5 separate regions of the Mus musculus genome follow, and regions 2, 3, 4 and 5 are each linked to region 1. Evidence: chromatin contacts called from public Hi-C, HiChIP or PLAC-seq and promoter capture Hi-C data. All regions are on one chromosome and are shown on one strand. The core of a region is the stretch at or near the end of the contact, and the rest is flanking DNA. Distances in the headings are between cores, read along the strand shown.

Region 1 (5,428 bases), core at 1,231-3,730:
GAGCAAAACCTCTGTGTTTTCCTCAAAGAGGCTTTACAAAATCAAATATAAACAGTATTTGACGGAACAAAATTCACTAATATGCATTTAAGGCTACATGGGATTCTGAAATATGTTTGTTTTATTTACTGTTTGCTTGTATTCCTGAATAGCAAAGATGAGATGCAAGAGATTGGCAAAGAAATAGGTAAAAAAAAAAAAAAAATCTCCTGATTCTCCCAAATTTATGAATGCAAATTGTGAAACACTTTAGCACACAGTCTCAGAGCTGAAAATTTAAAAACAAAACCCAAGGTAATGTGATTCACACTTAAAGTATGATAGACTGTAGCTTGCTGGTGAGGTGAGGTGATTTATCATGTTGTGGAGTTTTAAATAACTGCTACTAAGTGCTCTGGCACCAAAAATAACACCAAAAGAACAAAACACGACCTAATAGGGAAGAGTTTCTTAGCTAAGCAATACCAATGTGAAACAGGCTCATTTGAACAAAATCCATGAATACAAGAGTTCTTGTGGTTCATTTTCTACTTTTGGTTCGGAATTGCTCCGATATGGGGACTAGCCTAAGGACTCAGCCTATCTTTCACACAGTGAAAAGGCAGTAGCAGCGTTGAGATATGATGTCATGAACATTTGTACTGAGCACAAACAGACCAACTGGAGACATTCATTATAAAGACATTCAGTGGAAAGGTTTCAATGTGGGCAGTAAATTAGAAATATAAACATTATACTGTACTTATTTAATATATTGTGTAACGATTAAAAATGAGGACATAGCCCTAAAAAAATGAATGAAAAAAAAAACCTGCCCCACTGATCTTGTATTCTTGATAAACAATAAGCCTTTTGACAGCTAAGAGTGCTCTGAACATAATGGCAGGAGGAATCTTTATAGAACCCACTGTGTTTGTTGCTATTTTAGGTGTGTGGTCAGAGGATTCTCTGTAGGGGTGACATTTGAGTTAAGAAAATGACAGGAAGAAGTAAGCAAACAAAACACAAAGCTGTGGAACAATTTTGCAAGGAGGGTTTTGTTTTGTTTAAAAAAAAATAAGTAAAGGTACGGTTAACGATGCTGAATAAATCGCGCCAACTTCTAGGAGCCTTATGAAAGCTTCGGGGCCATTAAAGGGCGAGAATGTTAATGAGGTCCCAGAGTTAGGTAAGGAGTTTAGTGGTTACTCCAAGTACAGTTGGTTTTCACAGGGCGTTGTAAAACAGGAGTGGAACGTAGTGGATGTAATACAATCGACCTCTTAAAAACACTGCACTTCGGGTTTACTTCTTTGAACGTAGAATTTCCTTATCGATCGAACATCATCCCTTTCTCCTCTTTCGCCCAGGATATTTGTACAGGTTTAGATTTTGTTTGCACGGGTTGACAGCCTGGGAGGAGGAGTGTGTGACAGTTGGCTCGCGCAGTGAGGCCAAGGCCTAGCCAAGTCGCCGCAGGGGACGAAGCAGTGAGTGGGGAGGAAAGAGGAGCTGTGGCTGCGGTTGGGAGGGATGGGGGAGCCTCTTCGCGGGGTGTTGACTTCCGGCAGTTGGAGAAACAGGAGCTAGCAGGAGCTAACGCGGTCTCTACGTGTCTCGTAGGCTGCCGGGGACCGCCCCGATTTGGCACCGGAAACAATGGGGCCCGAGGCAAAGGCGCGAGTACTAGGGGAAGGGGGAACTTGGCTCCCTCCGGTCTAGCCCCGCGGAATCAGGCCGTGTACCCTGAAGGCTGGGAGCAGCCAACTGCTGGTGTCGAGTAAGGACAGGACTAGGCAGGCGGGCCTCTCTGCACACAACCTCTGCGCGCACGGTCCGTTCTCCTACACCCCGCTCCGGGTTTTGAGATCTGCTCGCAGTTCTAAGCCCAGCCCTAAGCAAAGGGCACCGATCGACTCCCGGGCCCCTCCCTTCCTCTGGCCTCCGGCTTTGCTGCAGCAGCAGCTGCTGCAGGGCGTTCTGCTAAAGGAGGGAAGTCGGGCCGACCACCGCCGCAGGGCTTGCTCCGGCGGTTAAGAAGAGCGCCGCCCCGGGCTAGCCCAGCGTAGAGGCCGACCCACCCTGGGCCTTGTCTTGCTTTCAGAACGCGAAGGGCGACAACCCCTCTGGCGACAGCATCACCGGCCGCATTTCCGGGCTCAGTACTGGGGTGGCCGCACCCGAAACACGGCCGGATGCAGTAGTAGGTGTACCAGTTGTCTGAACCGGGGTACTACAGCTCTGCGGCACAGACAGCGCGGCGGCTAGAAGTGAGCTCCGGGGGTGGGGCTCTAAGCCCCGCCCCAGCACTGCGCTCCTCCCCGCCGCCCCTGGGCGGAGTGGGCCTAGGGTTGAGCGATGCTTAGCGTCCACGCCTCAGTGGGTCTTTTGCAGCAGTTGCGAAAACCCGGAACGAAGGTGTTGTTGCCGTGCGGCGGAGCGGCGCCGCCCCTCGCCGCACCTCCCCGGCAGCCCTCGGAGGCCTTTGCTGGGCATGCTCAGTCGTCAGGACCGCTTCGGCTCTCGGAGTAGGAAGCTTGGGGCGCTGGGCTGGTAAGGACCCGCGGCGGGGCGAAGATGGAGTCCTTTACCAATGGTGAGTGGCTAGCCCGAGTCGCGGATTCCCGGGCTCTCAGGGTCCAGAGGGTCAGATGTGGCAAGGGGGTCAGGCTGCAGGCATCCCTGCCAAGGGTTTCCCAGGCGGGCCGGGGGGCGGCAGAGGGGCCAGGGTCGGCTGGGGCAGGCGTGAAGGTCAGCCCTCTCCCGGGGGCCAGCCCCGAACCTCCAGGTGAGGTAGTCGGCAAAGTTTGGGATGCTTGCGCGGTGGAGGGGGCGGCGGCAAAGTTGGCAACGGCGTTGGTCCTGGGGGAAGCGGCCGCGGCCAGGAGAAGCTGCGGCCCCGGCGAAAGCCTACTCGTGCGGGGAGCCTGGAGCTGTCCGCCCGTCCTTCACCGAGCTGTCCGCATGCCTTTCCGTAACAGGGCGGGGTGGGGCCGCGGCTGGCAGCGTGATTTAGTGCACTGCAGGGAAGGAAACTTACCGGGGGCTGGCTAGTACTGCTCGGTGTGGCGAAGATGCCGCCCCGCATTGCCACCCGTCTGCCTACCGCTGCTCCGCAGGTCGACCAAACTTCTTTTTACCAGCTAGTGATGTTTGATCTTCTAGTTAGAGATCCATTGAATATCAATGGCCCTTGTTGGGCTTATATCATAAGGTGGCATGGGTGTGTGTGTGTGAAAGTCAAAGCAGTCTGTGTCCAGAAAATAGCCACGGCCCTTTACTTCATGGCTTTTGTCTGGGCTTGTAGTGCTTGAGTCTCAATATAGAGGTGAGATGATGTCTCACCATTTTATGGTGTTTAAATATATGGATTCCACTTTAGGATGGAAAGTAGGAAAACTGCTAATAAAGGGTAGGGCTTAATGAGATTAGAGGATCCACTTTCTACTTGGCATGTGTTTCCAGTGTGGTTGGTTACTTCAGGTAGGTAGAAAGTCAGATTAATGGGAGAGAAGCATATTATTGTTGGGAGGGGGGTCGCATGCCACTTAAGGAACTGGGAAGGGGGAGGGGACACCCACTCTATCCACTCTAATGCCTAGGCTGGACTTTGTTGTGTTCTTTAACATTGTTTACCACATCGCTGGAGCTGTGACCTACTCATTATGTTCTCCTTTTCCCTAATTCGGGATGCTTTATTCTCCTGCCATCTTTCTGTCTGCAGTGTTTAATTAGGCTTAGTAATGACAGCTTTAACTCCAAATTTCTTTCTCATATGTGTTCTATTTGTAATTACCAAGTTTCTAAGAATAGTCTGGTAAACTTACTCAGAGAATTAAGGAAGATTTGAACTGAAAGGCACCATAGAGACCATCTAGGATTTGAGTGTAAAATGTGCTTAAAAGAGGTATAAAATTTTCCAAGACGTTTTCTTCCTTCTAGGCAGAATTATTGGAGCCTCCTTGTTTTAAATATGTAGGTAAGATTTTTAATTATGAAATCTTACCCAATTGAAAACAAGAATGAGTCATTTATTTAGTCAGGTTTTTCCCTGGTTGATTTGTTGAACTTCCCCCCTACATAATTAAAGTACATTTTCACACCATAAAGTTAAAATCTTTTCTCCTCCCATAGAATATCCTCCTTTAGATATATTTACAAACTGTCTCATTTGGGAAGACCATGGAGAAATCCTAGAGAAAAGAGGCAAAAGGTCAACTTTTCTAGTTCTTTTCTGTCTACCAGTTTTTCACAGTTGGTGTTGAAGGCTGATTGGCAATGTGTCATTTCAGTTAATGCTGTCCTCCTTTAAGAAGGAAAGCAGGAACTACATATAACTCTGATACTGCTAATTTAAGGTGCTTTGAAGACTTTAAGGCGGAATAGGTATTTAAAACTTTTAGAAGTTTGCTGTAGAATTTTCTCGTGTTCGAATACTATATAGTGTAAATTGTACTTATTTTTGTCATCTTACAATCTATGATTGAAGGATTTATCAAGCTTGTTTGTTTGTTTGTTTGTTTTTCAGGACAGGGTTTCTCTGTATAGCCCTGGCTGTCCTGGAACTCGCCTTTGTAGACCAGGCTGGCCTCAAACTCAGAAATCCACCTGCCTCCGCCTCCCGAGTGCTGGGAGTGCTGGGATTAGAGGCGTGCGCCAGCACGGGCCGGCCTGGATTTATTAAGCTTAATATTGGCTTTTGTAATTGATCCTCCTTTAGTAAATCTTTCTCATTTACATGCTCTTGAATGTCCCTGCATAAAGAGGTGTGTGTGTGTATAGATGTATAATAAAGTTTCAGTAGCTCTGAGCCCTTGGCTTTCTTAAAATACTGTCAGCAGTTCATTAACTGACTCACAAGTTCATAAAGTCGAGGAATTTAGTCTTGTCATTCCAACCTTCAGAACTCAGTGATTTCAGTAGCATTTTCTATGCTTTCACTATTTGCTGTGCAATGAGTTGCTATGGTGGCTCATTTTCTTGAGCCCTGTTCTCTGCCTGAAATAATAGGTTCATGTATTAATAAATATCTTGTGTTCATCAGTTCAGCTAATAACTGTTATAACCCATTTAAAATTAATGTTTCTAGAAAAGGCCTATAAAGATGGACTTTAGTGCCAGAAATTCCTATTTGGCTCAGGAAATAGTTTTTGCCTTGACCTTGAGAGGGACTGTTACCACACTGAAAGCTGGACATTTCGTCTGGCTCTAGCTCTCTGGTGACATTTTATGGGCAAAGGAATGTGTTGACTCGTACGTAAGATTGGTTTGACAGTAGCTGCCTTGTCCTATTAAGGCAGGTAGAGATGAAACTTTTAGGAGTAGTGGTGACCTATTTATTTATTAGCACCATAGAAAGTTCATGGAAACTATCTAGGTTTTCTAAGAAATACTACATTAAGACAGCTATTTATTTGATGTCCATCTGCCTTTATTCTCATTTGCTTGA
Region 2 (5,428 bases), core at 1,471-3,970, 2.0 Mb after region 1:
GGCACTCCTGAAATTTCTCTTTGCTTTTTGGGACATTTTCCTCCCTCATGATGCAGTTTTTAATTGCGGCCATCTGTCTGATTATTAATTTCCTTTTAATAAACCCTTTCTTTTGTCACACCTAAAAATGTAGCTTCTGGGAGCTACGGCTAACTGCCTGATACGTTCCTAGCTCCTGATAAGCCTCACTGCGGAACCTAAGTGTATTAACCGTTCAGGTTTAATGCTGTTTCAACTTAGCCCATACCGACCTTCTCCGGTATGAATTTCCTTTAATTATTTTCTTCTTCTATGGAGCTCCAAACCAGCAGTGTTTCTTCCAAATGTCCTCTGCCGTTTCTCAGTCCCGCGTGGGCGCCAGATCTGTTGCGGCCAGCGACTCACATGTCTGGGTTCTGTTCTGGAAAGGCATCTTGGAATCTGGAAGAGAAGAGGGGGCTAGGCAGATGAGAAAAAGACAAAGCTAGACAAAATTCTGATCAAAACTCAATTTTACTATTTCCAGACACTCAGTTATGAAGGAGGGGAAGGGGCCCGATTCCCACCAAATCATCTTGGAGTAAAGTTGCAGGTGAACACGTGATAGGTCCGGAACAGCTAGTTGGCAGGCAGCGGCAGTGGGAGTGGCAGGATGATAGGGCGTCAAGCTCTGCCCTGATGCTCTCTAACACTGAAACCTGAGCAAACAGGTTTCAGGCTGGGGAGGGGAAGGTACAGATGACAACCTGAAGGAGCTGGTGCATGCTTTCCACCAGGTGGGTCCCAAGGATCAAGTGCCAGTTCTTGGTTTGGGCAGCTAGCACCTTGACCATCTGAGCTGTTTTGCCAGCTGGAAGTGATGGAAAGAACTTTGATTGTGCATTGGATGTGGTAGTGCATGCCTACAATGCCAGAACTTGGAAGCATGAGGTAAGAGTAACCCGAATTTGAGGCTCTCTAGTCTACCTCAAAGGGAAGTCTTGTCTACAAACAAATAAGCAAACGAACAAACAAAACAACAACAACAATAAAGACCACACTATAGCTAAACCAAAGTAAATAAAAATACTCCAAACCACAGAAACACTGTATTTTATCTATAGACTGGTTAAGGCCAAATTATGTGGTGAAGTAGGTGTCATATTGCCAGCCAGACTGTGTGTGGGATGCATGTTGAGAGCACCTGTTAGGACCAGGTGTGTATAAATGCACGCATTCTCTGACTCCATAATTGTGGTTCTATAAATTTATCTTAGCAGATGCTTGTACATTAACATAATACAAAAAGACTATATACCACCTTTCAAATAAAAAGTCCTGTGAACAGTTGGAAAGTCTAATAAAGGGGAAGGAGCTGCTTAACGTCTTAGTTTGTATTAATGCACAGGGATGCTAAGTAGTGCTACAATGAATGAAGGGCTGAGCTCACCAAGACTTATCAAGATCCTCATATTCATTAGGAGTGGAAAGTTTCTCCTTCTTTCGTGTCTTTTTGCAGGAAAAAAAATGTATCTGGAAGACACAGGCAGTATAAGCAGATTTTCACTTGCCACAGTGAAGCAAACATGTGTGGACAGTATATTCTAGAGAGATTGAAGCAGGCCCCTGAAAGGGGATTAGCAGCAAAAAATACAAATAAATAAATAAATAAATAAATAAATAAATAATCCAATTCCTTACTTAGAGATTTAAGTTTGTCTTTCATCAAACACAGGTATAAGAAATCCCTCTAATAAACCTGTGTATGAAGGTTTATTACCTGTAGTTGGAAATGAAGGGAGTAAGATTATTTTGACAACTGAGTTCTACCCTCCAGACACATACAGGAGAGAATTGACTCCCACAGCTTGCCTTCTCATCTACACACACACACACTCACACACACACACACACACACACACACACACGCACACACACACACATACACTGTGCACTTGCACATATAAAAGATAAAAACAATTAAATATAATTTTTGAAAAATCTGCCTTTAAGATAGTACCTGGTCTAGAATTTGCAGCATAACTTCACTCTTTTTCACTAATCTGATTTATTCTCAAAAAGTTCAATGACAGCCAATTCTCAAAGCCTAACTTAAAATGTCATATGACTATTCATTTTAATTTTAATAGAACTTAAAATACTGAGGTCAAGGGACTGAAGCTCAAATGAGTGTTGCCTACAGGAGAATCTGTCCATTGCAGAGAGGGAGCCAGTTGAGTAAGCCTTGGCCAAGAGCCTGGGACAGGAAGTGCTATCAGAGTCCCCAGGGTTGTGGTACTGTGGGACTGTTCAGGTTAAATACTGTTCATTAAAGTTTTGCTTCCCAGGAGAGAAAAACAATAGTGACTAAAACTGGCATGTTAGCAAAGCTACCTCCAGAGACTTCCTGAAGCTCTCTGAGGATGGTGCCCGAGTATTTCAAGAGGTTTCTCTTACTGTCTCTTTTACCTCATTATCCGCATAAGACACTTAAGGTGAGGAGGGTGGTTTTCAGACAGGCGTAGTTCCCGGTTCGGTTCGTTGAAGAGGAGGTCCTCTGGTAATTTAGCAGGAGAGTTTAAATTTCATCTGTTGCGATGGATCCTGCCATCCTGCATTCCTAGAGAGACTTTTGAAAAATAACTGTTACAAACCTGTAAGCAGATGATTTGGTTGCAGAGTAAAACGGAGGAAGGTGGAGGGAGTTGGAGGAGCAGAGGCAGGAGAGACGGAACTGATTAGTGCCTGGTGGGGATAGTGTTGATTCAGGGTGACCGTGACTACTCTCACAGCCAGAAGCCCTGTCCCCCCCCACCCCACCCCCGCTCCCCGCCCCCCCACCCCACCCCCCACCCCCGCGCACTAAAATGAGCTAGCAGAAGCAGTTAGGGAGCTACAGAGTATCAAAGAAGGGGAATAAGAAAAAAGTAAAGGAACTGTGTAAAGAATTGTATCTGGCCTGAGGGGGAAGGATCAAGGTCCCTTGCAGCGCGAGTTTCTCTTCTTTGTGAAAAAAAAATTTTTTTTTTTCCCAGATGAAACGGGAACCAATGGGGCCGTTGGGAGAGGTTACATGGAACATTTTGGGGGAGGGGGTATAGAGGAACATTCCTTAAGTAAAACATTTAAAGGAACGAAAATGTATGAGGATAATGCAGGGTAGAGAAGGGGGCTAAACCACCGTGTGTGTGCTCTTGTGTGAGTATATGGGTAGAAACCGATGGTCACTGTCTACAATCTTCACGTTTCTCTTGCTCTCCACCTTGGCGTTGGTTTTTGGTTGTTTTTAGGGTGTTTGTTTGTTTGTTTTTACCTTTTTGGTTTGTGTTTTGTTACTTGAGACAGGGTCTCATTATGTACCTGCTTGGCTGGCCTGGAATTTGCTATGTAGATAAAGCTGGCGGGCAAACTCAGAGGTCTGCCTGTCTCTGCTTCTGGAATACTGGGATTAAAGGTAGGCACCACCATGCTGAGGCTCCTCTTCACTCTTTTTAAGGGAAAGGGAGAGGGGGAGGGTGAAGGAGAGCGAAAGAGACTCTACATTGCCCTGACCACTCTGAACCTCTTGAGTACTGGGATCAAAGGCATCACCATCACACTCAATCTACCTTAGTTTTCAAGTGGTTCTCATTAAACACTGAGCTAACAGATTTCAGCTAACCCGCCTGACCGGTGAATTTTGTGGATCTTTCTGTCTCCACAGCCTAATACTAGGCTTATAGATGCATGTTGCTATGGATTTTTATGTGGGCGCCAGTGATCCAAATTCAAGTCCTCGTGTTTGTACAGCAATGATCTTACACATTGATTAGACATCCCCAATACTGCACTGAGGGTCTCAGAAATGCTGAATTTACTTGGGACAAGAAGTCGGGAGCTGAAAACAACCTAAAATGCTTTGAAGTTAACCCCCCACATTCCTGTCTCTCTGGATACATCGGGATCTGCTTGGATGATCTGACACCCATTTATTAAGCCATCTTCAATGTCAGACCGTTATTTCTAACCACAATGGAGAAGCATATGTTATTTTAAACCCTCAGCCCCACTTTGTACATAAGACCTCATTCTCTCATCAGTTCTGTAAGATCTTGGTCAGAAAATAGACGCTTGCCTACTACCAGTGACTTCAAACCCTCTTGTAATTCCATTTGATCCAGATCTTACTTTTTTAAACTTCTCATTTTGAAGCCAAACATGTTACTGAACACCTTTAATCTCAGTACTTAGGAAGCAGAGACAAGAGGATTTCTCTGAGTTCCAGGGCCAACCAGGACTACCTAGAGAGACCTTGTCTCAAAAAACAAACAGGACTACACTGTCCAGGAAATCAGGTAGGCAGCCTTCATTCCCCCTCCTCCCCTCCTCTTATCCATGGCTTTATAGCAGAACATCTTCTGCAGCCTCCCTTTCCTGTCTTCTGCAGCCTTCTCCTTCCAGTCTGCACCCATTCCCAGCATCTATGCAGATGCCTGTGGCACCTCCAGATTTCCTACCACCTATGGACTTTCTCAGAACCCCACCCCACCCCTTCTAGCCCATCCCCATTCCTTGGAGTCAGCTCCCAATACCTAGAAACATATTCTACTAGGATCCCCCAGCGGATCCTCTTAGGAGAATCTCAGAAGCATTTCTTGCCAGGCAACCCACAGCTGTCACACTCTCCTAAGAACCAGAGAGGGCAACTGAATCCAAGCAATGCAACACCAACACCAGATACCAGTACCAAGAATTACATTCATCTCAGACTCAGATGTTTAGACTCCAGAGTGAAAAGATAATCAATAACAGCCAAGATGCTATGTCTTCATTTAATCCCAGCAACCCTATTCAATCCTCAGCAGGCCCTGAGAAAAGCAACGTAGCTGAAACACCAAACAAGGACTTCAAAGTAGCCTTTGTAAATATGTCCAAAGACCTTAAAGGTGATATGAATAAATTCAATAATGAAATATTTAAAACACAGTGAAATGAAATGTAAAAAAAAAAAAATGTTCAAGAAATGAAAGTGAAATGGAATAAAGAAAACCCAAACTAAGGGAAAATAGGAATTGAAAAACTTAGGAACTTAAACAGAAACTCCAGAGGCAAGATTCACCAATAAAGTACAAGACATGAAAGACAGACTCTCAGGCATTGAAGATAAGATAAAAGAACTGTATACCTCACTTAAAGAAAAAAAAATGTGTGTGTGTGTGTGTGTGTGTGTGTATTAGGCACAAAACATTCAGAAAGTCTGGACACTATGAAAAGATTAAATCTATGATTGGTAGGAATAGAAAAAGAAGAAGAAACCCAAGTCAAAAGCACAGAAAATATTTTCAACAAAATCATAGAAGAGAATTTTCCTAACCTAAAGAAGAAAATGCCAATCCAGGGACAAGAATCTTTATATATATATATTTATTTATTTATTATATGTAAGTATACTGTCTTCAGACACTCCAGAAGAGGGCATCAGATCTCATTG
Region 3 (5,428 bases), core at 1,740-4,239, 1.9 Mb after region 1:
TACTAGCCAAGCACTTTGTAAGCTTTCAAATGTTTGGGTTATTACAGACTACATTTCAAATGTACCTAGGAAAGAGATACATTCTAAAGAAGGTTTCAAGATGGAAGTGGAGTGTATTAATTAGGGTTCTCTAGGGAAACAGAACTGATAGAATGAATCTATATAATCAGAGAAGCTTACAAGCGGTGGTCTGGCTAGTCCAACAGTAGCTGTCTCCTGACAGAAGTCCAAGAATACAATAATTGCTCAGTCCGAGAAGCTGAATGTCTGCACTATTCAGTATATGTCAGAATCCTCAAGTAGGCTCCAAGACCAGTGTAGGATTGAACCTACCAACCAGTGAGGGCCAGCAAGCTGAAAGCAAAAGCTTCCCTCTTCCCTGTCCTTTCTATAAGCTGCCACCAGAAGGTGTGGCCTAGATTTAGGGTGGGTCTTGCCACCTCAAATGATTCGTAGAGAAAAAAAAAAACAACAACTAAGAAAACCCTCCCAAGTGTGCCCAGGTGCGTGGCCTTTAGTTGATTCCTTGATTCTGTATGTAGTCAAATTGAAAACAAGACTAGCCATCACCTAGAGCAAGCTGCCGGACTTACTCCAAATGTGACCAATTTGAGGGGGGGGGGTTACCAGCCCCCTCTCATGCCCATCACCTGTGCTGTGATAATACAAGGACAGACAAGAAATGAGTAAATGGGCATGCAACATTATAACACAAGTTTTTGCCACACTTTTCCTAAATGTTGCCCTTTACAAATGAGCGCTCAAGATAGAAAGACTCCCCAAGGTGCCGAAGCAGTAAGGCTTCCTCAGGCTCCTCCAAAGCAACTCGCACAGCCCCATCCCTGAGTCTGCTTCACACTAATATGCTGATTCCTTCCCTGTCTACTGGTGGCCACCAGGCCTGGAGCGCACCACTGTGTATAAAGATATCACTAAAGGCCAAGATGCCGTGCCCACCAGCTCCCTTATTTGACTTGAGGCTAAAACACCGAACAATGCGGAAGGATAGATGTTTGGCTGTTGCTAAGAAACAAAAGTCCAGATAAACTGACAACTCACAGTGCAACTTGATCCACGGTGCTCTTCTGCATTAGTTAAACACAAAAGGAATCTTCCTAGGAGAACACTGGCAGACAGTGCCCACACTAGAGCGGTTGTGCCCCAAGTCTGTAGACCACAAGCTATCTCTACTCCTCGCGCGCATGCATCCATCCTCCAGTATGGAAAATTCTTCACCAGACAGAAGTTCTTCACCAGACCTTTCCCCAAATGAAGATGGGCAATGTCTGTTCTCAGGAGTGACCCTGGGGTGGGGTGGGGGGGGGACCCACAAAGGGGAGTCCAGATCAAGCTGTCTTGGTTACTTTTCTCTTGCTGCGGTAAGACACCATGACCACTGGGCGTGGTGGCGTACGCCTTTGATCCCAGCACTCGGAGGCAGAGGCAGGCGGATTTCTGAGTTCGAGGCCAGCCTGGTCTACAAAGTGAGTTCCAGGACAGCCAGGGCTATACAGAGAAACCCTGTCTCGGAAACAAAACAAAACAAAACAAACAAACAAACAAAAAGACATCACGACTAAAGCAACTTACAGAAGAGTTTATCGGGACTGACAGTTCCAGAGGGCTCCAGTGGCCATCTTGGCAGGGATCATGGCAACAGGTAGATGGCATGGTGCTGGAGCAGTAGCTGAGAGCTTACATTCTTATCCAGAAGAATACGGCGAAGAGAGTTAACAGGAAATGGTATGGGCTTCTGAAACCTCAAAGCTCACCCCAATGACACATTTCCTCCTATAAGGCCACACCTCCTAGTCCCTCCCAAATAATTCCACTAATTGGGAACCAATCATTTAAATATTTGAGCCTATTAGGGCTAGTGTCATTCAAACCACCACACACAATAACCAGATTTTCTTTTTTTTTTTTTTTAAGATTTATTTATATTATATGTAAGTACACTGTAGCTGTCTTCAGACACTCCAGAAGAGGGAGTCAGATCTCGTTAGGGATGGTTGTGAGCCACCATGTGGTTGCTGGGATTTGAACTCTGGGCCTTCGGAAGAGCAGTCGGGTGCTCTTACCCACTGAGCCATCTCTCCAGCCCATAACCAGATTTTCTAATGACTGGTTAGAACTGATTCAGTGAGCTCATGACTGAAGATTCCAGCGGCCTATTTGCACACGACCCGACTTAAGCTGGCCGCAGTGTTCTAGTTGAGCTGGATTTAAATAACAAGAACAACCACAAGCGATGACCCACTTGACAGACAAACGGAAAGTCTACTGATTGTAAAAGAATTGGTAAGTAAATAAGTAAATAAATACATACTAACAAAACAGCTGCACACACCTTAACCTCGGCACTCCAGAGACAGAGGCAGGCAAATCTTGCATTTTAGGACAGCTTGGTCTTGAGAGTGAATTCCAAGTCAGCCAAGGCTATACAGAGAAATCCTGTCTCGGAAAAAGAAAAAAACAAAACCAACCAACCAACAACAAGAACCTCACACATACTCACACATACACATGGTCTCTTTTTGGTCTCTTCTATGTAGCCAAATCTTGCCTTTTATTATTGATTCTCTTCTCCTACCTCTCAAGTGATGGCATTTCAGGAGTGAACCACTATACCCAGATGAGCAAATTGAATCAAGCAATAGTACAGACAATTCATTTCTTTTTTTTTTTTTTTTGGTTTTTCAAGACAGGGTTTCTCTTTATAGCTCTGGCTGTCCTGGAGCTCACTTTGCAAAGATAAACATATTTAAATGGGAAGTGCCATTGGGTGGCCAGATAAGGTGGCTCTGAACTGGACTGAGAAGGAATAGAGCCTACAGGAAGAAGTAGAGGAAAAGCAGGAAGAGGTACAATTGGAAGGCACAAGGACAGCAGAGAACTTGTTCTAGTGAAGAACTGGAAGTATCAGACAGAACTAGAGAGCAGCAAGAGACATCCTGATTAGGCTGAGTCAGAGCTCATGGATAATCATTAACTTTTGGCTTTGTGGTTCTTTGTTTGTTTTTCCTTTTTGTGTGTGTGTGTGTCTGTCTGTGTGTGTGTCTGTCTGTGTTTTCTGTTTCGTTTTTTGAGAGACTATTCTGTAGCTCTGGCTATGCTATGCAGACCCCATTGGCCTTGAACTCACAGATCTAGCCTCCTCTGCCTCCCAAGTGCTGGGATTAATGGTGTCTGTCAGTCTGTCAGTCAGTATGTCTGTCTGTCTGTCTGCCTTTCTGTCTATCTGTATTCATTCATCTGGAAATCAGGCCTTGAGGTTCTAGCACTCGGGAAGCTAAGGCTGCAGATGGCTTGGAATGACGTGCCTACAGGATCCTTTCTCGCTGTATTGTTAATATTCTCTAGATCTTAAGTTTTTGAGTAGCGGGGATGTTTACAGAGATCCCATATAATAGTTAAAATGTAAAATTATTTAAAAACGTTAAATAAATTTGATTTTATGCTTTCCTTATATTTGTTATTGTAAGTCACCTTTTTGTCTAACTGGTTAATATCATTTAAGAAGAGCAACATAATTAAAAATGGTGCAAAATTATTTCATTGGTTAGTAACAAAATTTCCAAAGAAAATAAGAGCTAAGCTTACATGATCTCCAAAAGTTATTGATTGTATGTGTGATTGTGTGTGTGTGTATGTGTGTGCGCGCGTGCGTGTCTGTATGCATATACAGACAGTGTGGTGTATGCCCTTAATCCAAGTACTCGGGAGGCAGAGGCAGGCAGAAATCTAAATTTGAGGCCAGCCTGGTCTACAGAGTGAGTTTCAGGACAGCCAGGACTACACAGAGAAACCCTGTCCCCACCCCTCCCCACCCCACCCAAAACATAAAAAGAAAAAGGAAAAGAAAGTAAAAACTATTGTTACAAGATAGTGTAGCCCAGGAGCAAGATCATTTATAAACAAGCATGAAGGTAGTATTATGCCTGCTTGTTATATTTTCACTTCTTGTTCTGTCCCTGTTCCCATCCCACTGTCAGCCTAGGAACTAGGGGTATTTAAAGACTGAGCAGCTGGTCCTGTGTCACTGCACGGCTCCTCAGAGCACTCTCACCTCCTCTTGCACGGCTCCTCAGAGCACTCTCACCTCCTCTGAGCGGGGTCTTACAGACTCTCTTTCTGCCACACTCTGGTTTGTTTTCCTCTGCTGTCTTTGATCCTGTGCTTGGAATGTTCTCCTCAGATCTTTGCATGGAGGCCTTTTGGTCTTCCTTCAGGTCTCAGGCCAAGGGACATCCATTTCTTTCTCCATTACTTTTCCTAGCTATCCCATTAATTTTCTTTATAGCAATGATGATGAGTCACAGTTACCATGATTTTTTTTTTTGGGGGGGGGGTTGTTGTCGTTGTTGTTTTGGTTTGGTTTTGGTTTTGGTTTTCGAGACAGGGTTTCTCTGTATAGCCCTGGCTGTCCTGGAACTCACTTTGTAGACCAGACTCAGAAATCGGCCTGCCTCTGCCTCCCAAGTGCTGGGATTAAAGGTGTGCGCCACCACTGCAGTTACTGTGTTTCAACTCCTCCTGTTTGTTATGGACTCCCTTATGCGTGAGGAAGCTCTATGAGAAACTGGGTGCCCGGCCACACCTTTAATTCCAGCACTCGGGAGGCAGAGGCAGGCGAATTTCTGACTTCGAGGACAGCCTGGTCTACAAAGTGAGTTCCAGGACAGCCAGGGCTATACAGAGAAACCCTGTCTCGAAAAAACCAAAGAGAGAGAGAGAGAGAGAGAGAGAGAGAGAAACTGGTACAGTGAACCATTTAGAAAAGTCAAAGCTATCTTTAAAGTCAGTTATGCTTGTTTGTGAAGTTCTAATAGTTGAGGCAGCTGCTTGTTTATCCCTGACCAACACCCAGTCCCTTTCTACTTGGCCTGTAGAATGAGACCCTGTTTTTGTTTTGTTTTTCTTAATCAACTAATAAATAATAAAAACAAGAAGCTGGCGAGCTTGGTTAAGAGCACTTGCTTCTCTTGCAGAGAATGCAGGCTCAGTTCCCGGCACCCACATAACAGCTCAAGTTCTAGGGGAACCCAACACCCTCTTCTGTAGGCACTGTATACTTACACATGCAATCACACAAAACAATCATACACATAAAATAAAATAAAACACTTTAAAATAAAATAATAAAAATAAAATGGAAGGGCAAAGAACAAAAGAAAAAAAAAGCAGCCACCCTCTGATGATATCCAATGTGTCTTTGTAAACCCAAGAGCCATCACCTCTCTTTCACCCTCACTAGAGAAACAATGTAACAATAATATGTCGAGCGGAGGTGAGTGAGAGCCAAGGAACCACACAGAAACTGAGTCGGAGCTGCCAGCGGAGGCTGAGCCCTAAGCATAGGGTAAGTTCTGTGGTTTCTAGTTGTGAAAAGCAGTAATGGTTCTCAACTATTAAGCCCAGAACTGCA
Region 4 (5,428 bases), core at 1,455-3,954, 1.9 Mb after region 1:
TCCTCCAAGTAAATTATTCTCCTCGTTCACCGTATGAATACAGTGCTCCTGCAATACAGTGGAATACAATGCAAGGCTTCAGTGACTATGAGAAACACATGGCATGTTGAATCTTTATGTAAAGCCATCATGCTCCTGGTGCTTCCAACGTCTTTCAAAACAGAGTGGAAATGTACTGCATGGCTCCTACATACTCTGCCTACCTATGTTCTCCCGTGTTAGGTGAACGTGAAAAGCCAGAGTCTAAATATAAAGAAACCATGGCACTCTGCAGTTTTGCTCATGCAACTTGACCTTTTTTTTTTTTTTGAGGGGGGTGGGGAGGGGGGATCAGGGGACAGAGTTCTCTGCTAACAAAGCTACAACATGGTTTCTAATTTAGGCCCAAGCATCTTAGTTCTCCAGAGCCTGGTACTCTGAGTACTACAGCTACCTTGCAGTAAGTAAGCTGCAGGCAACGGTTGTCGAGCCCTCCCGCAGTGAGCAATAAAGCATCCCCTTGGGCAGATAGACAGACAAGCCTAACCAGAAGACCTCAAGCAGCCTTTACTCTTAGCTAAGGAATTTAATTTCAACCACTTGGTGCTTGTGGTGCTCGGGACAAATCCAGAATGTCATGCGTGTTAGACAAGTGCTGTACTGCTGCGCTATATGCCCAGGCCATGACACTGTCCAGTCAGTTATAAGATTTAACTTCTGTCTTAAGCCAGTTCAATTGCACTAACTTACCTCGGCTCCGTCGACTTTTGGTGGTTTTGCTTGAACCTTGTTCTCTCGGGATGTGTCTGATTCAGACTCTGATTGACTTCCTGAGTCAGAGCCAGAATCAGAGTCGCTGCTCCCGGATTGGCTGCTGCTTCCGTCACTGCTGCTGCCAGAACTCGAGCCAGATCCAGAGCCTGATGCTGACCCACAATCATCACCTGACTGACTACAATTGAAAATAAAAAACTTTAATCAGAGCATCAGAGCAAAATTCGACAGGAATTTACCTCTTCAGCAGAAAGCTAAACATACAGTTTAATATTTCAATTATCTGTGTCCAAACACAAAGGGCAATGTACATTATAGTAACAGACATATGTGATGGTTCGTATATGCTCGGCCCAGAGAGTGGCACCATGAGGAGATGTGGCCCTGTTGGAGTAGGTGTGACAGTGTGGGTATGGGCTATAAGGCCCTCTCCCTGGCTGCCTGGAAGCCAGTCTTCCACGAGCAGCCTTCAGATGAAGATGTAGAACATTCCGTTCCTCCTGTTCCATGCCTGTCTGGATGCTGCCATGCTCCCACCTTGATGATACTGGACTAATAAACCTCTGAACCTATAAGCCAGCCCCAATTAAATGCTGTCCTTATAAGACTTGTTTTGGTCATGGTGTCTGTTCACAAGGGTAAAACCCTAACTAAGACAGGCATACACATTTGGTTTTCTTTTGTTTTGGTTTGTGAGACACAAGGTTTTTCTATGCCGTCCTGGCTGTTCTCTCTCTGTACATTAGGCTTGCCTGGAACTCACAGAGATTTGCCTACCTCTGCCTCCTGGGGTGCTGGAATTAAATAAAGGTGTGTGCCATCACAGGCCATTGGACATACTTATTTGTAGGACTGTAATCTCCCTCAAAGATGTGCAAGGCCTACCAACTATGAGATCCTCGGCTAGAAACAGGGAAGACAAAAATGTGTAAGTCAAAAAAGCCCTACTAGAGGCTACCTATAACAGTTCAAATTTAGAAACTGTGGGAAATTAATAAACATGTTGGGAATTCTTACTACAGTAGGTAGAAAATAAGCCCATTTCTTGCAGTGAAAACAACATACTTGTTTTCAAGATTATTTCTGTCAATGTAGTGATGCAAGACTGCAATCACTTAAGAGACAGAAGCAGGGGCTGGTGAGATGGCTCAGTGGGTAAGAGCACCCGACTGTTCTTCCAAAGGTCCGGAGTTCAAATCCCAGCAACCACATGGTGGCTCACAACCATCCGTAACGAGATCTGACGCCCTCTTCTGGTGTGTCTAAAGACAGCTACAGTGTACTTACATATAATAAATAAATAAATCTTAAAAAAAAAAAAAAAAAAAAAAGAGACAGAAGCAGAAGGTATTTTCTACCTTCTGTAATTTTCCAAACTGCCACCAGATGGCACAATTTGCTGATAGACTACTTTAAAAAGCTACTCCTTGGGGGTGGGGGGGGGGATACCTAAGAGAGTTATAAAATAGAGTAATAAAATTTCCAGAAAGAATTTTAATTCTGCAAAATAAATGTTTAAATTGACAAATACATATATATTTTTAAAATGTGGTGTAATTTTGTTTCATAGTAATAAAGTAAAACTTTTCCTCTAGTGAGATTTATGGTTGCAACATTGTTTCTACCAACACTGCTTTTTCTCTCCATTCCCTAACGTTCCCACCTTTATTTCCTCCCGCAAACACACAGCTGAGTCTCTCAGCTATCATGAAGTGTCTTTAAAAACAGGGGAGATGTCCCATTTCACCTGAACTACTTTACTTGTACAAACTGGAGCAACACTAGTGGAGATTTTTTTTTCCCTGACAATTTTATTTCTCTATTAACTCGCAGGTAAGAAAACCCATTAATTCAATAAACTTTACTGAGAACCACTCATAGATCAGGCCTGGGGAGACTGAAACAACAAAGTCTTTACAGTCAAAAGACCTCCTACCTTGAGGTAGCTCTGTAAGCTGATAAGCAGCTTCCTGTGCTATGTTTATAACAGCTGATCTAGACATGACTAGGTTTGGTGAATCAATCAAGACCATTTAGTAGAAAGCACTGTTAAATTTATCCTTCCCATAAAAAAAAAAAAATTAAGGAGATGGAAAGTCTTAGATTGTTACTTTGCAGGCATTCTTATTTTCACTAAAGCACCTAGCATAAAATTTGCTTGCCAAACATACACAAGCCCTGAGTTAAAATAAAACTGGGTAAAGCGTGCCTACAAACACTAAGTGGGTGGAGACGGCAGAAAGGTCAGAACATCAGTGGCACTCTTGGTTACAATTTGAGACCTAACACACTGTGTCTAAAATTTAAAAGTTAATGGTTGATGGGACCAAGGGCAGCTTCCTTCCATCCATCCATCCATCATCCATCCATCATCCATCCATCCATCCATCATCCATCCATCCATCATCCATCCATCATCCATCCATCCATCATCCATCCATCCATCCATCATCCATCCATCCATCATCCATCCATCCATCATCCATCCATCCATCATCCATCCATCATCCATCCATCATCCATCCATCATCCATCCATCCATCCATCATCCATCCATCCATCATCCATCCATCCATCTATCCATCATCCATCCATCCATCCATCATCCATCCATCATCCATCCATCCATCCATCATCCATCCATCATCCATCCATCATCCATCCATCCATCTATCCATCATCCATCCATCCATCCATCCATCCATCCATCATCCATCCATCCATCATCCATCCATCATCCATCCGTCCATCCGTCCGTCCATCCGTCCGTCTCTGTTCCAGTAAAGGAACATGTTTATTATTAGAAAGCGGAACTCTGGTATTTACGTGCACAGTAGTTTATTGGGTTGTTCTTTCATAGGATAAAGACTGTGTCAGGACTGAGAGGAAGAGAATGTTCTAGAAGAAATTAATTCTGATGTCCAACTACACAGCAGGGTGACTTCAGACCACGGTAATCATAGTACACCTTTTCGTTTTAAAGCTAGGGAGAAAGGTGTTTTCAATGATTCAATATAAGTGATAACTATTTCATGGTATAAATGTTTACTCTAACTTGAACATTATACAAATAAAATGATTGCAGCCAACCTGCTTTCTGATAAAGCATAGCATATCTTGCCTCAAGCTAAAATACAAGTGTGAGGTAAGCCTGTGACTATACATGTGCCATTTTGTATGGTGAGCAGAATGAACTACAATGCATGTATTTTTAGAGAAAAATACATTAATTTATGCTAGTACTTCTAATTCACAATTACAGGGTTTTTATTTTTAGCTCCTTCAGTTTTATGTTTACATCATTTTGGTTGAGTTTCTTGGTTCCAAATGACACTAATAATCTGCTTGTTTTATCTTAGGGGCTAATATATATGCATGGACATATACACATCCAATTAATCAAGTTCAGATTAATAACATTACTGCTGATGGTAACTGAAATAATTCCTTTGCTCTCTGGCTTCAAAATTGCTCATCCCTATAATTAAACTACTGCCTTAAAGCCTACTAATTTCTGTGTAACAAGAAGTTGATATAATCAGAATCATTTATTTTTAAAGATTACTTTCTGTTTTGACGTCTTTTTTTTTTTTTTTTTTTTTTTTTTTTTTTTTTTTTTTTGAGACAGAATCTCTCTGTACAGCCCTGGCTGTCCTGGAACTCACTTTGTAGACCAGGCTGGCCTCGAACTCAGAAATCCACCTGCCTCTGCCTCCCGAGCGCTGGGATTAAAGGCGTGCGCCACCATATTATTATTAACTTAGGTTCAATAGTTTAGAGTTTAAAGATGCACCATTTGATCAGTTAAAATTAAAATGTAATTTTAAATTTTAATAACTGCCTTGCACACTGATCATGATTCCTAAATATTACTGCACACTTAAATGACAACTCTCCTGAGAAATGGAAGACAAGTGCTGTGCCACAGAAAGTAAAACCAAAGCCTAACAAGCCTGATGTGGGAAGGAAAAAAAAGAAAAAACAAATTTCAAGAAGAGGAAGAGCACAGAGAGATAAAATGATGTAAGAACTGGTATAAAGATCTAATTTTTAATATCAAAATACAGCACTGAAAGAATATTGGCCAGCAAATGAAATAGGAACTCAAGTGCCTGATGATGACAGACTCAGGTACAGTGAGAGGGTCAGACAAAGAGTGGTAGTTTTAGAAAAGTCATATTAAAGTCACACAGAAAATACTAGTACAGACCAGAACTATCAGTAGGTGCTAAGTATAAAAGAATTTCATGAGTAAAATATTTACATAGTTTTAGGCTCTCTTTTTTTTGGGGGGGGGCGGTGTTAGTGGGTGTCTATCTATCTGTTTATGAAAGAGTTCCTGGCTGTCCTGGAACTCAATTTGTAGACCAGGCTTATCTGGAACTCACAGAGATCCACCTGCTTCTTCCTCTGAGTGTTGGGATTAAAGGCGTGCACTGCCGCCACAAACACAGCAGCTTCAGACTCCTTAAGATTCACTATGTAGCCCTGGCTGGCCTGGAACTTGCTGTGTAATCCAGGCTAGCCATGACAAAAGAAATCCACTTGTCTCTCTCTGTTTCCCAAATGCTGGGAATAAAGTATGTACCACCATATTTGGCAATATTTATATAACTTTCAAACATCTTTCACATGGGCTGGAGTGGTGGCTCAGAGATTAAGAGCACACACAGAT
Region 5 (5,428 bases), core at 1,445-3,944, 1.9 Mb after region 1:
GCATATCAAAAATAAAAAGACATTGTTTGCTTCAGGATAACTTTAGGCCAAAGATGAAATTCCTTTTAAAAAAAAAAAGTTTGTTTGTATACACAGCATAAATTTTATATTTATCCATGTAAAAAAAAAGATATGAAAATACAAAGCCACAGACTAACTTTAGGTAGCCCCACAGCTACTCCATGGAGACATGACCAGGAGTAAAGGTTATTAATGGTTACACAACATACATCCAAAATTCCCACTGAATATAAGGAGAAACGAGGTGACGAGTAAGACATCCTAGAGGAATGTCTACAGGAAGCCGAGACTGCTAGAATCTGTTTTACTTCATAGAAGACTGATTCATCTATACAGACGTAGGCAGTTTTAGGATTACATATCAACAGTTCTCAGTTGCTGACCAAAATACCTTTCTTTCTGGCAGCTGTTACTTAAAGCAAAGATTAAATGCTCGTGGAAACAAGAATGCAGCAGAAAACTACAGGAGCCCACATATCCTTTTTCTTAAAATTTAATTTGTCATATATAAGGTTTTTATATACAATCAGTGTGTACTGTAACAGTTTTTATATTAAAGCCAATCAAGTTTACCTCAAATGTTAACCTGGCTGCATAGCACGTTTGACATTATTGCCCACATGAAAGGGAAAAGCAATGCATTTACAAGAACGTTTGGCCGTTTGGATTTTAAGTGTTCATACACCTACCACCCTTTCAACCCAATGCACTGGGGACTCTCCCAGAGCACCGAGTTTGTCTCACATGTAACCCTCGCCACTGCTTCTGTAAAACTACAAACACAATATTGACTTTAAAAAGGAGGGGCAAAACATGTATCTAATAAAAATACTCAATATAAAAAGGACTAAAAGAAATAAGTGGCCCCTTTCCCCATTTTTACATTCTAAACAATGATTCCATCAAGACAAATCATTAAAAAGTGTTATTACACTGATTTTTTTTTTTAATAAGAAGGCCTGAGTTGGTAGGGAAAGGAACAGTCAAAAGAAGCCTGAGAAGGGCAGGGCAGGGCAGCTCATTTAATCCATTTACAATAATTTACAGCCATCTTCTTCTGTAAAAAGGCATAATAATAATCACAGACAGGAAATTCCCGGCTATATTACAAACTTAAGTACAGGATTTAAATATTCAAGCTTGTGATGGGAGCGGCAAGGTGGTCGCAGTGTACAATGTAAACAAGTAGCTTTGGAAAGTGAACAAAGTCCTTGAGTGATTTTTCTTTATTAAGAAAAGACCTCTCTTTTATTCCTTCCTGAAACATGATCACAGGTCAGAGTAAAGTTCATATACAAACATAATTTAAATGGAGTCAGTCTAAAATCACTGACATAAAAACAGTTTTATACAGCCTACACGGGAGGGCAGTGCTGAGGTCCCTGGCATAGTAAACATTTTCCATTTCTTTAAAAAAAGAAAAAAAAGGTACTGCAGTATCGCAGTACAGTGCAGCATAATCCTTAAATATAAAAATATTTTCTCTTCTGTTGGGATAATAGACCTTGCGTCCTGGAGAGAAGTAACAATACTGCTACTGACAGAAGAGCTGTTTGAATCTTTCAAGTCATGTAAGGCAATTACTGTGTTGGTTTATGATCTATGGCTAAAACAAAGTCCCGGAAGACAAACTCATGAGCTTCTGTCATGTCTTCCGACTACTCCAGGTGTGTTCAGGCGTACTTCTGTGTTCAGCTGAATGTTCAAATGGGGACCTGGAGCCATATGGAGACCTCTGATCTAAAGGTGACCTAGGGCCACTGCTGGCAGCTCGGTGGTCCAACTGCCAATCTGAGAGATACCGATAATCCCTGGAGGATTTATGATGTGTGTGCTCGGAGCTTGAGCGATGGTCTGAGTGCATTCGATGGTCCGAGTGAGATCGGTGGTCAGAGTGACACCTGTCCTTTAAGCCTCCTTCCAAACTTGGCCTGTGCTCTCGACTCCTGTGGTCATCCAGTTTTCTGTGTTTCTCTCGGTCACTATAGTACCTAATGAAAGAGAAATTTAGACTCTTAGTCAAATTAGTAAGTTAAAATTCCCAAATAAAACCATACATACAGAAAAGTATAGCTACTTTAACATGTATTTTAATCATGCAGAAGCTCACAGTTTCCTGAAAGTAGCTGAGAACCACTTCTCTGTGCAACACAGAGCCACCTCACACAGCTGCTGAAATCACTAGGAATCTCTATACAAATTCTGGCTCACAAGTCTGGATAGAGGCACACAAAGCTCCCTGAACGTATTTGTACCTCACTAAGAAATCTCGTGGATCAGTGGAGCTCAGTGTGAGATGCACAGAAATAACCCCAGCTATGCACTTTCCCCTGGAAACTGAAGCCCTTTACAAACCTCTTGGAGGAAAACCTAGAATGCCAGAATGTAGTCTGAAAACTCATAAAAAGAAACTTCTCAGTAGTTGGCGATGTCAAACATTTTTTCATCAACTAGTTATGTAATGAGTCAACACACATGCAATCTGGCAGCTGAACAAGAAGTCTCTACATATTTGCCTTTTCAAATAAAATGCTCCGATTAGACAAAGATTCTTGTCACAAACACTTTCTCGTGAAATTACTGGTATATGTAGTTACAGATATAGCTTTTCTGTTTACACCATCTCTAACAAAAAGCCTTTCTATAATGAGTGCTTATACAGCGATGGCTGTGAGCACCACTGAACCACAGAGCCCCATGGGGCTTCTCCACTCGGTTGAGCAACTCAGAGCAGCACCTGCAGGTCCTCCATTTATTTCTGACTTTTACTTATCAATTGTCTGAGTTTAATTGTAGCAATGGTTTCAAATTAGCAAGGAAACTCTTTAAGCAATAAAGGAATAAAATATATTTTGACTTAATATAGGTTCTCCCTCCTAAGAATTTCAGTATCCAATGCAGAATTCTCTCCATAAAAAGCCTGTACTTCCACCAACAAGCTGCACTATTTAAAATGACAAAACTTTTAAAACTCATTGCATATTCTGATGTCAATTTACTACTTCAAAACCATTTTGGAGAAAAATTTATAAACATTAACATGAAAAGTACTATCTTTTTTTGTTGATATATAAAAAATGCTTGATCTATTCTCATGAAAATGGCATAGGTCTATCCCAAATGTAGGAAATGTACTTAACAAGAGAAGGATGAGAGAAGGTAAATGTTTAAGCCACTCGCTCTCCAGCTCACCTGCTGTCTTGCCTGTAGTGATCCCACTCGCGGTGGTCTTTGCCATTGCTAAATGAGGAGTAGGGTCTCTTCCGAGAGTCACTCTTTTTATAAGAATCTCCCTGATGGCGGTCCTTGTGATGATCATGGTACTGAGATAAGTGTCTGTCAGAAGAATAGCTGTCCCTGCTACTGTCATCATGATTTGTATTCTCTTTTAACCTTTCCATATCTATTAGATAAATAAGTGAAACTTCATTAATACAAATAATAACAGTAACTCCTGCCCAAACAAAATCAATTCTCAAACACAAAAGCATTTAAAGGGTTTTGCAGGTAAGTGTCGGTACCATCCCTCATCAAAGCTTCTTTATAGCAAGTAGAGACCATCACAGAAAACTCCAACTGGACCCTGAAAAGCTCAGCTCCAAGGACAGATCCATGTCACAGCTCCTGTGTCTGTGACTGAGAGAACACTGCAGAGACGGAGGTGGGAAAGCCAAAGGACTAGGAAGTCTGTCTCTCCTAGAAATTACTGCCACACTAAGATCAGAGCAATGGTGTTATCAATGGACATATTAATATGGAAGGGGAAATTTTACAGAGTCCTAGTCCTCAAAAGAGAACTATGGGCAAACTAATGACTTCTTGACTGAGAACTTTTAGCCTCTCTCTCCCAGGGATAAGCCAAACCACATGCAAACAAACAAACAAGACTCAGGTTCTATTTATGTGCGCATGCATACGCACACACCCCTAAAGTACAGACAGGTTAGAGGGAAGAAAATGACCTGATTCTCTTTCTGTTAATAGTCGTTTCTCAGTACTTTGAACAAGAATAACTTTTTAAAAATTGATTTAAGAAACGAAACAGGGGCTAGGGAGCTACATATCTTACAGAATAAATGTGTTTACTGCGCATTCCTGAGTTCCCGAGCTCAGATCCCAGCACCCACATAACAAGCCTGACCAAGCTCCAAGGAAGCAAAGAACAGAGGATTTCTAACACTTGCTAGATAGAATGCAGACTGCAAACCTATGGGCCTCAAGCTCTAAGTACCATGTAGAAAAGCATATGAAGGGCGTTCAAAACCCTCGCTAGCCTGTGTTCTCACACAGGCACATGTGACCACACGCACACCCTTACCTGTGCTCTCACACAGGCACATGTGACCACACGCACACCCACCTGCACACAAAAAATAAATCTACAAAAATGAAGCCAACGCACACCATCGGGGAAAAAGAAATGAAAGGAAAAGAAAAGAAAGAAAAAACTTCTTAAAAGTTTACCTGGATTCCTAATCACATGAGTGGTAGCAACATTGCTATTCTGGTCACTGTTTTGCTAAAATAAAATGCACAAGTATTAGACATGTTTAAGTAATCTAAGTAGCCTAAACTACTCTGATAGAATGGGGGGTGGAGGGGGAGCGGCTTAAGAAAATCCTCATGTTGAATTAAGATCTTCAAATACCAAGCATATATAAATATAAAATATACAAGTATCTTTAAACAAAACAATTTCCTCCATGTTTTTAAAAACTGACTTTGAATTAATTTTAGACTTGACAAAGAAGATGATGAAAACCATGTGCCGGTCTCATATGCTCATCAGCCACCCACCAATGTGAAATCATACCCAATACACTCTCAGCTCAATCGTGTTCCAATCAGATCTCTCCTATGTCCCTAGAAGCCAGGCTAAAGCCTACATGTCAGCTAGCCATTATGTCTCTGTGGCAGTCTTTCCTTTGATAACTTTTCTTTTGTTTTTCGAGACAGGGTTTCTCTGTATAGCCCTGGCTGTCCTGGAACTCACTCTGTAGACCAGGCTGGCCTCAAACTCAGAAATCCACCTGCCTCTGCCTCCCGAGTGCTGGGATTAAAGGCATGCGCCACCACGCCTGGCTCATTTTTATGAGTCTTATTCAGTACTTTTATTGAGAATCCCTCTAATGCAGTTTGTCTGAAATGTTCCCATGGCTAGATTCAAATCCTATACTATTGGTGACACCATCACAGCTGGAACATGTTTCTCTGCACTGTAGCCGACGTCTTCATGTTCTGGTTTGTTGTGATTACTTAAGGTAATGTCAAACAGTTTCTCTTTTCATGTGAATATCCTGCTCCTTTTATAATTATTATCCATGAGACCAATATAATATCCTGCTTCCTTGCCCACTGATCTAGGCTTATGGATTTATGCTTTGGACTATTATTTTATGGGATTAAC

Evidence for each region. Promoter capture Hi-C pulls out the DNA fragments that hold promoters and counts their contacts. A called contact is a pair of places that touch in the nucleus more often than the background predicts. HiChIP or PLAC-seq counts read pairs in DNA pulled down with a chosen protein or histone mark.
Region 2: a promoter capture Hi-C map of liver shows a contact between it and region 1, with 4 times the contacts expected there. The contact joins the promoter of 4933401D09Rik here to the promoter of Lnpep in region 1. A contact is called at or near these places in 3 of 39 promoter capture datasets (cranial neural crest and liver) and 1 of 115 datasets of contacts at active chromatin or transcription factors (large pre-B cells).
Region 3: a promoter capture Hi-C map of liver shows a contact between it and region 1, with 3 times the contacts expected there. The contact joins the enhancer-like site here to the promoter of Lnpep in region 1. A contact is called at or near these places in 6 of 39 promoter capture datasets (cranial neural crest, hippocampal neurons, liver and 2 more) and 1 of 115 datasets of contacts at active chromatin or transcription factors (extraembryonic endoderm stem cells).
Region 4: an H3K27ac HiChIP or PLAC-seq map of thymic regulatory T cells shows a contact between it and region 1, with 10 times the contacts expected there. The contact joins the enhancer-like site here to the promoter of Lnpep in region 1. A contact is called at or near these places in 6 of 39 promoter capture datasets (cranial neural crest, frontonasal cranial neural crest, hippocampal neurons and 2 more) and 4 of 115 datasets of contacts at active chromatin or transcription factors (astrocytes, forebrain, large pre-B cells and 1 more).
Region 5: a Hi-C map of B cells shows a contact between it and region 1, with 3 times the contacts expected there. The contact joins the enhancer-like site here to the promoter of Lnpep in region 1. A contact is called at or near these places in 11 of 39 promoter capture datasets (the C10 cell line, the HPC-7 cell line, cranial neural crest and 6 more), 2 of 484 Hi-C or Micro-C datasets (B cells and pre-B cells) and 4 of 115 datasets of contacts at active chromatin or transcription factors (acute myeloid leukemia, embryonic forebrain, pro-B cells and 1 more).

What each region holds. Positions count from the first base shown.
Region 1 is chr17:17,621,541-17,626,968 of GRCm38.p6, reverse strand. Lnpep (leucyl/cystinyl aminopeptidase) reads left to right here and starts at 2,480. Exons shown (of 18, transcript NM_172827.3): 1 at 2,480-2,575. The coding sequence starts at 2,557.
Region 2 is chr17:15,629,080-15,634,507 of GRCm38.p6, reverse strand. It overlaps 4933401D09Rik (RIKEN cDNA 4933401D09 gene), which reads right to left and starts at 2,720. Exons shown (of 4, transcript NR_045431.1): 1 at 2,613-2,720; 2 at 1,409-1,491; 3 at 252-420.
Region 3 is chr17:15,688,067-15,693,494 of GRCm38.p6, reverse strand. No RefSeq gene overlaps it. Among named protein-coding and RNA genes, the nearest start is that of Chd1, 14 kb to the left of the region's middle. Within about 2 kb of position 2,989, at least 19 of the 459 cell types and tissues checked have an H3K27ac peak or open chromatin away from gene starts, as enhancers often do. A contact at or near this core is called in extraembryonic endoderm stem cells and liver, where this site is marked.
Region 4 is chr17:15,720,772-15,726,199 of GRCm38.p6, reverse strand. Chd1 (chromodomain helicase DNA binding protein 1) reads right to left here. Exons shown (of 36, transcript NM_007690.3): 3 at 730-931. Among named protein-coding and RNA genes, the nearest start is that of 5830433I10Rik, 18 kb to the right of the region's middle. Within about 2 kb of position 2,704, at least 6 of the 459 cell types and tissues checked have an H3K27ac peak or open chromatin away from gene starts, as enhancers often do. A contact at or near this core is called in thymic regulatory T cells, where this site is marked.
Region 5 is chr17:15,766,562-15,771,989 of GRCm38.p6, reverse strand. It overlaps Chd1 (chromodomain helicase DNA binding protein 1), which reads right to left. Exons shown (of 36, transcript NM_007690.3): 34 at 4,486-4,540; 35 at 3,214-3,424; 36 at 1-2,012. The coding sequence ends at 1,667. Among named protein-coding and RNA genes, the nearest start is that of Rgmb, 62 kb to the left of the region's middle. Within about 2 kb of position 2,694, at least 34 of the 459 cell types and tissues checked have an H3K27ac peak or open chromatin away from gene starts, as enhancers often do. A contact at or near this core is called in B cells and pro-B cells, where this site is marked.